Linked DNA regions of Sus scrofa: region 2 is linked to region 1. The links are chromatin contacts, called in public targeted proximity ligation maps. All regions are on one chromosome and are shown on one strand. The core of a region is the stretch at or near the end of the contact, and the rest is flanking DNA. Distances in the headings are between cores, read along the strand shown. Region 1 overlaps LOC110260804 (a long non-coding RNA gene). Region 2 has its middle 180 kb from the start of DUSP6.

The links.
Region 2: a contact with region 1 is called in a targeted proximity ligation map of alveolar macrophages. A contact is called at or near these places in 1 of 5 promoter capture datasets (liver), 9 of 47 Hi-C or Micro-C datasets (adipocytes, embryonic fibroblasts, fibroblasts and 3 more) and 2 of 2 datasets of targeted methods (alveolar macrophages and skeletal muscle).

What each region holds. Positions count from the first base shown.
Region 1 is chr5:93,377,038-93,382,174 of Sscrofa11.1, reverse strand. The region is part of intron 2 of LOC110260804 (a long non-coding RNA gene); the gene reads left to right. Among named protein-coding and RNA genes, the nearest start is that of DUSP6, 77 kb to the right of the region's middle.
Region 2 is chr5:93,478,283-93,484,272 of Sscrofa11.1, reverse strand. No RefSeq gene overlaps it. Among named protein-coding and RNA genes, the nearest start is that of DUSP6, 180 kb to the right of the region's middle.

The sequences.
Region 1 (5,137 bases), core at 150-2,649:
TCAGATCGCTGTCTCATAGCTGTGCCATCTGGAACGCTGAGGGAAAAAAGAACTGAAGGAAGCAGGCCATCTCTTAAGGTCTTAGTGCAAACATGACACACATGGCACTTCTTCTCACTTTTCATTGGCCACAACTATTCATATAGCTCTAAGCTTAACTGCAAGGGAGCCTGGGAAAAGCAAAGGAGTACATTAATACTTGGTGAGTTCTTACAGCCTCTGACACACCCACCATATTTTTATCTGACTCATCATCTGTAATTCTAGGATACCACCTGCCTCCTCCAGACCACACAGAAAGAACAGATGTTTAGAAAGCACTGGGTCACCCATTAAGTGCTGAGCAGCTCTGGAACAGACAGCTTCCTCTCCCAAACTGTTACTTATACCTAGCTTTTTGCAAAGATTAGATTCCTGAAATTTTGGAAGGGAGCTCATCTGCATAAATCAAATTAGGTTTGGAGGTGTTCCTTTTTAAGTAGCTAGAAATTCACTGTGTGAAACGAGCTATTGTGATCTCTGGCTTCTGAGTCAGATACACACACATAGGTGTTATGGCAAAAGAAAACAGCAATTAGCAGATTGTCCTCATGTTTGCAGTTATAAAGGTTGGATGTTTGTTTGTATAAGTAATATTGTGTGATCCGCTGTTTTCAAAAATGGGGAAAATACCCAAAAAGGAGGCATCTGCTTGACTATTTACAGACACAGACATCATTTCAACATTATACCTTCACACACACACACATACACACACACACACACACACACACACACACACACACAAAGGTGGCTTCCCCATCAAAAAGGAAAAAATAAGGAAATACTATAGATCTTTAAGCTCTTCAAAGAGAAAATGGAAATTTCTGCTAAAGTAATGCCGATTTCAACTAGATATTTGAAAAAGTCCCCAAATATTTAGGCTAGCTTAGAGCCTTTCCCACAGGGAAACTGAGATAGTATATGAACTTGTTGATTGAGGAAGGTTTAGGGTTCTGGAAAGAAGAGCTAATGAGGTACTTAGGAAGGTCGTAATTTCATTTAACAATGGGACTTAGGCTTTGTCATTGTTCACATGCATGGATCTGCTTATTCAAAGTAAAACGAAATCCTAATCAATAAAGAGGTATTGCCCTTCGGTGCAGAGCCCTCATTCAGTCCAAACTGTGATCTTAATTATTGCGCAAGACAGTTTCCTTGAACAGACCTCTGAGTGATAACTAAATAAAGCTTCTATGTAAACCATGCCTCTTAACCTTTCACCCCAGGGCCTATGCCTGAATCCCTTCTTTATTAACCTGGTAGCTCTCTCACCACAGCTATCTCTCAGGTAGTCCCAGCCTTTTGGAATAATCAGTCACCTTAGAGAAAGCAGGAAGTGTTTGCTCAGCCAACGTGGTAGTCTTTGGCTATTTCACCCTCCCCAGGGGATCTTGGCCTCTGTACAGCTATAGCTATGACGAGGCTCTCTGCAATAATTCCAAGGGTTGGACTCTAAATGCTGAAAACCCTTTCATAATTGTACACATAAAACCTGGCAAATAAACTGCCTTTTTAAGTGTAATGGAGTTATTTCTGATCCATTCACCAGGAAGCTGTATGTTACACATTAACTGCCATAGCACTATGGCTTATAGCCATTGGCTCCCTCGGAATCTTCAGTCCAGTACTTTAAAAAAAAAATAAAAAGATTTCTAGACTGTTAAGCTGCGGAGAATATGATTATTCATACGAGAAGAGTTGAGATTTTCTAAGAGTCTTTTTCTCCTGTATTTTCTTTAGAATATGTACATGCTCGTAGACTCTTATCTCACACTCACAGAAAGCTTACAAAGTTCATCTCCAATGGAAAACAGGTCAATAACCCTTCTATAGATAAAGATTTCAAACGGTGAGCAATTATCTGATGAATGTACTTCAATTGCTAATTAAGAATAATTTAATATGCAGAAGTCAGGAGTTTATCTTGCCCACATCACAAAGCCAAGTATCCGTAACTACATAGTTAGGGATATCATGTGTTGATTAAAGTTTATTACAAACAAATGAATCAACAGGAAGATACTGAGATTTTACCACTTACTTAAGGCCACTGAGTTCATAAGTCACAGATATTTAGAGCAGACGTGATCTTGAGGGAGTCTCTAAAAACAACTTCACTTTACAGATGAAAGAGGGGCTTGGGAAAAGAGCAAAATCCAGGCTGGGCTCCTCCAGTCTGATTATACCTGACTCTCCTCCTGCATCCCCCCATTTTCCGGCTTCGCATCCGTAGCAGAGGGTGGTTCTCCGTCTCTGCTTTGGGAAACTGGTAACTAACAAGTTGTCTGAGTGATAAGCATTCATAAGCACGCCTGAAGGAAGCAAGGGCTGTTGGTTTCAAAATAACCAACTGTTATTCATAAGTGTGGAATGACAACTTTTTGCTCATCTGTTGAAATTTAGCTGCCTTAAAATAACAAATATTTTCCACTTGTCCCTAACTCATTCTTGTTAACAGAGACAAATGACTCATTGAGAAATGACTTTTGACAGCTTCCAATTGCCTGGTGGATTTTTATAACTGCATTTTACTGGGTCAAGGAGCAGCCATGTGTAACTCTTTGGGGCCATTATTGGGTATAAACTCTGTGGCAACCGCACTTGCCACATTATTCATTTAATCATTTCAAGGCGAATGCCAGGGAGACCAAAGTTAACAATACTCATAGACAGAATGCCTCGTCACAAGTGGGAAAGAGAATTGTCTGCCCTGTCTCCAAGAAGAACCACGTAAGAGAACATGTAGGTGGACTGGATCAAATCCCTTACCGAAACCACAGCTTAATCCTGAGAGCATAACCTACTGACAAGGAGCCCCTTGCACTTTTATTTCTATTTACAAAAGCTACATATATGCTTCTACAGAATCATACAAAATGGCATCCTCTGAGCCATAGATTCTGGAGCTCTAACATATTATTTCTTTTCTTTCTTTTTTTTTTTTTTTTTGTCTTTTTGCCATTTCTTGGGCGGCTCCCATGGCATATGGAGGTTCCCAGGCTAGGGGTCGAATCAGAGCTGTAGCCGCCAGCCTACACCACAGCTCACGGCAACGCCGGATCCTTAATCCACTGAGCAAGGCCAGGGATTGAACCCGCAACCTCATGGTTCCTAGTCAGATTCGTCAACCACGGAGCCACGACGGGAACTCCTCTAATGTATTATTTCACAGGTGAGGAAAGAGATCAAGAAGTATTCTATGAAGATCATAGAAATGGTTAACAACAGAACTCAAGTGAGAACTCAATCTTCCTGACACCTCCTCTAGCGGGCTTTTTGTTCCATTTATGGTTCACCATAATTCTTATGTTTTTAGGTTTTTATTTTTTCTATTGTAGTTGATTTACATTGTTTTGCAGTTTCTGCTGTGCAGCAAAGTGACCCAGTCATATATATGTGTGTGTGTGTATATGTGTGTGTGTGTGCATGCGTGTGTGTGTGTGTATATATATGTGTATATATATATATATATATATATATTCTCTTTGTGTCACATTACCCTCCATCGCATGTGAGTAGATATAGTTCCCTCTGCTATACAGAAAGATCTCATTGCTTATCCACTCCAGATGCAACAGTTTGCATCTACTAACCCCAAACTCCCAGTCCATCCCAGTCCCTCCCCCGGCCCCTCGGCAACCACAAGTCTGTTCTCCAAATCCATGAGTTTGTTTCTTTTCTGTAGAAATAGTCATTTGTACTGTATATTAGATTCCAGATATGTGATATCATATGGTATCTGTCTCTCTTTCTGACTTACTTCACCTAGTATGAGAGTCTCTAGTTCCATCCATGTTCTTTTTATGGCTGAGTAGTATTCCATTGTGCATATGTACCACATCTTCTTAATCCAGTCATCCGTCAAAGGACATTTAGGTTGTTTCCATGTCTTGGCTATTGTGAATAGTGCTGCCTTGAACAGAGGGGTGCATGTATCTTTTTCAATAAAAGTTTGTCTGGATAGATGCCCAGGAGTGGGATTGCTGGGTCATATGGTAGTTCTGTATTTAGTTTTCCGAGGTACCTCCATACTGTTTTCCATAGTGATTGTATGTGGTTCACCATAATTCTTTAAAACTTTTAACAGGTTCATGTGTTAAAAAGGTCTTGCACGATGACATTTAGATTGCTAGTTATATTCTAATCTAGTTGTTAGTCTATTCCTGATGATTCTCTTCTATATGAAAAATCCTATGGTGGTTTATCACTGTACCTTCTTTCTTTTCTCTTCGTTAAAAACTAGTTTAAAACAGTGACAAAGTTATTACTATGTCCAATTTTTATTAATAATGCCTGACCTAAAATCAAAGGAATAAGAGGGAAATATCTTAAATGTCCGTTTGCAGTGTTTTAATCTCATCATGGTGACCTTTTGGAAACATTGCTTACACTCTCACTTTGAAAATGATTATAGAATCTGTCTAAAGACAAAGAGGGACCTGAATCTAAGGTTAACCTTGAGTTAAAAAGAAAAAGCAGAGGGATAAGATCAAAGGCAAATCCTCCCTCAGGGCTTCAGGAGCTGTTCTCCCCCCACCCCAGGGGAACTGTTCTTTTTCCCAAAATCTAAGCAGTCAGAATAAAGCAAATGTACAGCTCTTTACTCAGCCAGATAGAATCAAAGCCTTACATTCTATGTCCACGGAACAGGAATTTCCACACATTGATAAGGACAGCCTCAATTTGGATTGAGGTCAAGGGAGTCCTTTTTAAGTTTGTTAGAACTTCTGTTAGTTCTGTTTTCTCTCTTTTTTCGTTGTTCATTTCCAGAAAGTAGGTGATTAAGACTATAGTGCTGAAGAAAAACGTCCCACTGAGTCACAAAGCTAAGAATGTCTGTAGTGACGGTGCTAATATAAGTTTTTTTCTGGAGATTTATAGCTGTGCTGATTCACAACTTCCCACCCACGCCGAGGGGATAGGAGAAAAGAGTAGCCTTCTCTTCCAGTTAACTGTAAAATGCATGAATCAAAAAAAAAAAAAAAGAAAAGTCATATGGTTAGTTCAGAGAAGTTGGATTTGTTATATTTACAGAAATGAAGAGTCTCTCAATTAAATGTATTTTACAATGAGTCATTTTCGGATGGGGGAAGAT
Region 2 (5,990 bases), core at 2,558-5,057, 100 kb before region 1:
TTCCTAAAATAAATCTTTTTCATTAAGCAAAGCATTACTTTCTCAAGTTCCTAAAATGAACATGCAAATATATTAACCTATGAACTATAAGGTAGATCAGATTAATGAGGGGGGGCCAGATATATTGGGATTGAAATTTAAACATTTAGGGATAGTCTTTGTATCTGTAAGTGATATGCTGACTCTTTTTTTTTTTTTTTAAACACAGCCTACCTGTCATTGGCCTGATTTTGAAAAAAATACAAAATATTTCACTTTTATCCTAATTTTACTGTAAGAACAACCAACAGTCCAAACTTTTGATCATAAGTGGCAAAGAGGAATTCGAGAGTGGTAGGGATTGTGTCACTGGCCCTTGAGCTCAGTTTCAGCCTCTCTGGGACACATAGATATTATAGGTGCAACAATACCAAATCTCTCCATTTTTCAAGATAGCCTGGAAATTTTTATTTACGCCTTGTTATTGAAGATAATTTTAAGTTTTAAACACTGTGCAGAGGTAAACAAAACACATCCGATAGTCAGACCTGGCCTGCATACTCCTGCTTGAGCCTTCTTTAAACATCTGCTCTAAAATACTCTTGTGCGCATACATGTGTGTAGGGTGGTTGTCGCCGTGAGCAGATCCATGCCATCAAGTACTGCGGAGGGAAGAAAACATAGAACAGAGAGGAATGTTGCAATTTAGTTCTACTAACCTTGGATTCACACTCTTCCTTCTGTTCATGAACTTTTAATTAAATGAATGTAAATTATTTAATAAATTAAATGAGATCTTTAGAACTCTTGTAATAACTTGTCCTCTTTATGAAATCTACTTTGTAAATTTTATTAGTTTATTAAATGAATTCTATGATGGTTTTGGTCATTTTAAACTTCTCAAAACCACCAGAACATTCCAAAATCACTTCTATATACTCTGATCCTGGTGCCAAGCTTCATTGCTTAGTTGGTTAAAGGGGCCCTGTGATGGCTGATTTTAATGTGTCCGCTTGCCTGGGTGAAAGGCAGCCCAGAGAGCTGGTAAAACATTATTTCTTCCGTGTCTATGAGGGGGGTCTCTGGCAGAGTTTATTGTTTGAATCCAAAGATGTGAAATAAAGAAGTTCAACCTTACTGATGTAGGTAGGCAACCCCATGAGCCAATTCCTAAAAGAAACAAACACACAACTAAATAAGTAAATCTCCTATGGGTTCTGTTTCTCTGGCCATCCCTGACTAATAGAGATTTTTGGATTTTGATGAGATTAGCATTTGCATTTGGCAGACTCAGTAAAATAGGTGGTGCTCCTCACTAAGAGGGGCCTGGACAGAATGGGAGGGGCAAGCAGGAAGGCATCCCTTCTTCACCTGCTTCCCCGATGGAGCTGGGACATCTCATCTCCTCTTCTGCGCTTGGCCTCTCGTCTATCCCACTGGCTTATCTGGTTCTCAGGTCTTCCGACTCAGACCAAATTCGGCTACCAGCTTTCCTGGATCTCCAGCTCACAGAAGTCAAATCGTGGGGTTTCTCAGCCTCCAAAAGCACACGAGTCAGTTTCTCACAATAAATAAATAAGTCAATTAATTAATTAATATCCTGTTTGTCCACTTTCTCTAAGAGGATCCTGACTAATACACCAATGCAGGTCCTTTGCTGAACTAAAATAAAAATGTTGCTGATCAAACCGCCTGACCAAGCCAGGGGAGTTTGCTGACTGCCTTTCTCCCAGCCTGCCCGTGTGGCAGACATCACAATCTCATTTTCATCAGTGTTTCACTCCCAACACACTGTTTTTTCAAATCCTTAATTTCTGGTTTAGAAGGAGCATGTTTACAATTCCTTTTTATGCAGGTATATTTAAGTGAAACCTGGCACTGAACTTACTTTTTTTAAACTTGAACTCAGTTCAATAGTCAGCTAGACCTGACTACTACTGAAAGAACAACTCTAATAAGAACAGCCATTCCAAATCACTAGCCCACTGTTAAAAAAATTCAAAATATCTCAAATCGGTGATCTGTAATGAGGCTTAATAACTAGGATTTCTGAGAGGTTTTTTTTTTTTTATTTTTTTGTGTGTGTGTCTTTTTGTGATTTCTTGGGCCGCTCCTGCAGCATATGGAGGTTTCCAGGCTAGGGGTCCAATCAGAGCTGTAGCCGCCGGCCTACACCAGAGCCACAGCAAGGCGGGATCCGAGCCACGTCTGCGAACTACACCACAGCTCATGGCAACACCCGATCCTTAACCCACTGAGCAAGGCCAGGGATCAAACCCAAAACCTCATGGTTCCTAGTCAGATTCGTTAACCACTGAGCCATGACAGGAACTCCCAAGATTTCTGAGAGTTTAACAAAGAATAAAAAAGCTTCTTTTCTTGATAATTACACTATGTCTTCTGTATGATGGTGAAATGGGATGGGTTTCCATGACTCAGTTTTGTAAAACACAAAAGGGGAGGAAATAGACAAGTAATATAAGGAAACTAAGAAAGACTTTCAAACTTCCTTTATTTCAAAAAGCAGAAGCACTGAGAAATGGAAGCTAAGGTTCATACGGTCCAGAGAGGGCTTTTGACTCTGATCTTTGAAGTCAAGTGTTCACGTCCATGACAGCAAACTCCAGTCATAGGCTTTGAAATGGAAAGATCCAGGGGATAGGAATAAATCAAATACCAGTAGAATATTTTTTAAAGTACATGTTGGCTTTGAAAGGAACTTCGTGCTTTCATAGAGTGGCATTGTATTTCCTTTCTTCATCAAGTTTGGATTAGTTGAAATCAAAATTGGTTTCTGTTTCCTGAGCCACTGGAAGTGGGGAGAGATGGATTAGAACATTCTTCTGACTAAAAGGATTATAGCTTAACCAAAGGCAATCCACAAAGTAGAATCCCGAACTCAGATAATCTGGAGCTCAGTTTAACACATATTCTGCCTGAAGAAATCCAACATTCATGACGAAGAAAGCCCAACTCAAAACCAGTAGCATCACCTTCTCTTACTCCCACCAAGTGAAGGTAAACTGGAGAACGGCTAAGCTCCAGAACAGTGCGTTTTAATCATCATATTTTTCATGCCTCTCTCAGAGGAAATGAGACGTAATCCAGTTCCTGCATAGGCCTTTTCAGGAAATTGCTCATCTGCCTAATTAAGCTCTTCTTTCTTCACAGGTCTGTAGACACATTCAGCAGACGTATGACTTCCAGAAAACCTTTGTGTCCTCTTTCTGTCGGTCATTGGAGATTTCTGATGGAATGGAATCGCCTTAAAATGGAGATGTGGGGGGAGTTCCCACTGTGGCTCAGCAGAAACAAATCTGACTAGTATCCATGAGGTTGTGGGTTTGATCCCTAGCCTCGCTCAGTGGGTTAAGAATCCTGCCTTGCCATGAGCTGTTGCGTAGACTGCAGATGGGGCTTGGCTCCTGCATTGCTGTGGCTGTGGTCTAGGCTGGAAGCTGTATTTCCAATTCAGCCCCTAGCCTGGGAAGTTCTGTATGCTGCAGGTGTGGCTCTAAAAAGAAAAAAAAAAAAAAATGGAGATTTTTGGAGATTAAAATCCCCATTTTTAGGAGATTCCATCACCTTGTATTAAGCACCAGCTAAGCTTCTGGGACACATCATTAAAAAGCGTCATTTCCTATAGGGAAGCACTTTTTATGAAAGGGTGCATATTGAAAGGCCTAAGCGACTATGCTGATGACTTTATACCTTGTCGCTAGCATAGAGTATCTAACTGCTCAATGGCTCCAAGTTTATCAGTGCTCAGGCAAGCATGTTCCAACTCATTTATCTGTTTTTTTCAGTAAAACAGTCATTGTACTTTGTCCCTCTGCCACTTTCATAATATGCAACAGAGCACTTACCCTCTGTCCTACCCGTCACCAGTTAACCTTGTTTTATTTCCTGTCGTGGCAAAGTTAGCACAAACCACTTCCCTTCCACCACAACCATTTACCATTTCTTCCTTCCTAAGCCAGCTTCTTAATTTCTTTTTTTTTTTTAATTTTTTTTTAATTTCTAATGTAATTGAAAAAAACATGTAACAGACATTTATGGAGTCCCACGTCAGATGCTGGGCACATGAAACAAAATAAGAGAGGGATTTTGCAAGAAGTTTGCAAATTCAGTAGGAAGAAAAATACAGAATTAATCAAAAACCCCACATCCAACAATAATAGGAGCAAAAGGGGAAAAAAAAGTCATCTAAATAGCCTGCTAAAGAAGCAAAAAGAGGAAGGAAACAAACTATCATTATTCTCCCTACCTATGGGGAAAAATGTTACTTTTACGTGCTTTTATACTTTGCAAATAATACTATTCAAATATGTGGTCACGCGCGTCTTGTTAGGCGGTGGTGGGTAGCAGTATGTTCATCCTCTCCCACTGACCTATTATGTCTAAGTACTTAAAAAAGAAAATTGATTCTTATGTATGAAGTTATACCAACACAGAATATAACAATATATGAGGTTAAGAGAAATGAAGAGCCCAATTTTGAAGTCTGCTGAAGCTAATACTTCAATAGCCTGCACCTCAAAAAGCATACTATAGCACTGATAGAACAGGCCTGGAACCTAAGTCTTATTTAGTTTTCCCACCCCCTTAGCCCACCTTGAATAAAACCGTTCAGCTTCTTAGATATGTCGAAAGACAACACCATAGAGATAATTATAGGCCTTCAAGCAAGTCTCTAGATTTGAGAGTTAACATTCCAGTAGTTCTGGAATTCTCTCAGCTCTGTTCATACACACCAAAATAGTTGGAAGAGGATTTCATTCATCTCTGTGCAACCCAAGCCTGAAGGCTCCTAACATCTGCTGCATTTATAGGTTGAGAGCAGATTCAGGCAAGGTCAGTTCCATTCCATTCAACAATTATTTGAGCCCAGGGAGTCTTAATTATTTGAACATGCATTATGCCCCATCCCCCAATTACATGGTTGCTTAGGGAAGCAAAGAAGCACTGTAACACACAAATATTCATAAAGGGGCTGATTGACCTCTCGTAATACTAGTCACCACTGTCCCACTCTCCTTAACCCCTAACCTATGTCTCAACCCACCATACAATACCAACTCTGACTGATGGGGTAGATTTTACAGACCTTTAATCAAACAATGCAAATGCAGTGCAATAGATTGCCAAGCAAAATGGCAAATATTGCAAAAGTTGTAGGATTTCGTAAGATTGGATGAAAGCGATGTCGGAAAAATTCTTGGATCACACACACTCATACACACAAAAAGAACTGGCAAAAGTGAACCTATTAAAAATTAATGAAGAGGAAATCAAGGATACTGATGTGATAGGTGGAGCAAAAAATAACTATTTGATGAAAAGGATTAAGAGAGGACTTTAAGAAAATTGGTGAAGTCCTCATTTAATATAAAAATAAACTCCATTGTGATACCACTGCAAAAGGTATATATACATTAAGTGGAGGTTTCAATATTGCTACCATATAACTTTATTAGAAAAATTAGGCTGAAAAGAATTATCAGTATTTGATTCATCTTTGTTTTCTTAAGGTGCTAAATATAATTTAACCTAAATTTATTTAAATGTAAGTAAGAATAAGCAAATTAACACCATGAGGTTTAATTTCCCTTTGAAGATACAGACTCAATTCATGGTTCTTTTAATTATTAAAAAGTCTGAGGAGCTGCCATCATGGCTCAATGGAAACTAATCTGACTAGCATCCATGAGGATGTAGGTGTGACCCCTGGCCTTACTCAGTGGGTTAAGGATTCGGTGTTGCCATGAGCTGTGGTGCAGGTCACAGATGCAGCTCGGATCTGGCATTGCTATGGCTGTGCTGTAGGCTGTAGCTCCAATTCAACCCCTAGCCTGGGAACCTCCATGTGCCATGGATGCGGCCCTAAAAAGACAACAACAACAACAAAAATTTTAAATGTAAGTGGATTCACTTTCAGGAGCATTATACATATATATGTATGTATTCATTCCTTAGATTTCGACCCCTTGGATAATGAAGACCCATTCACT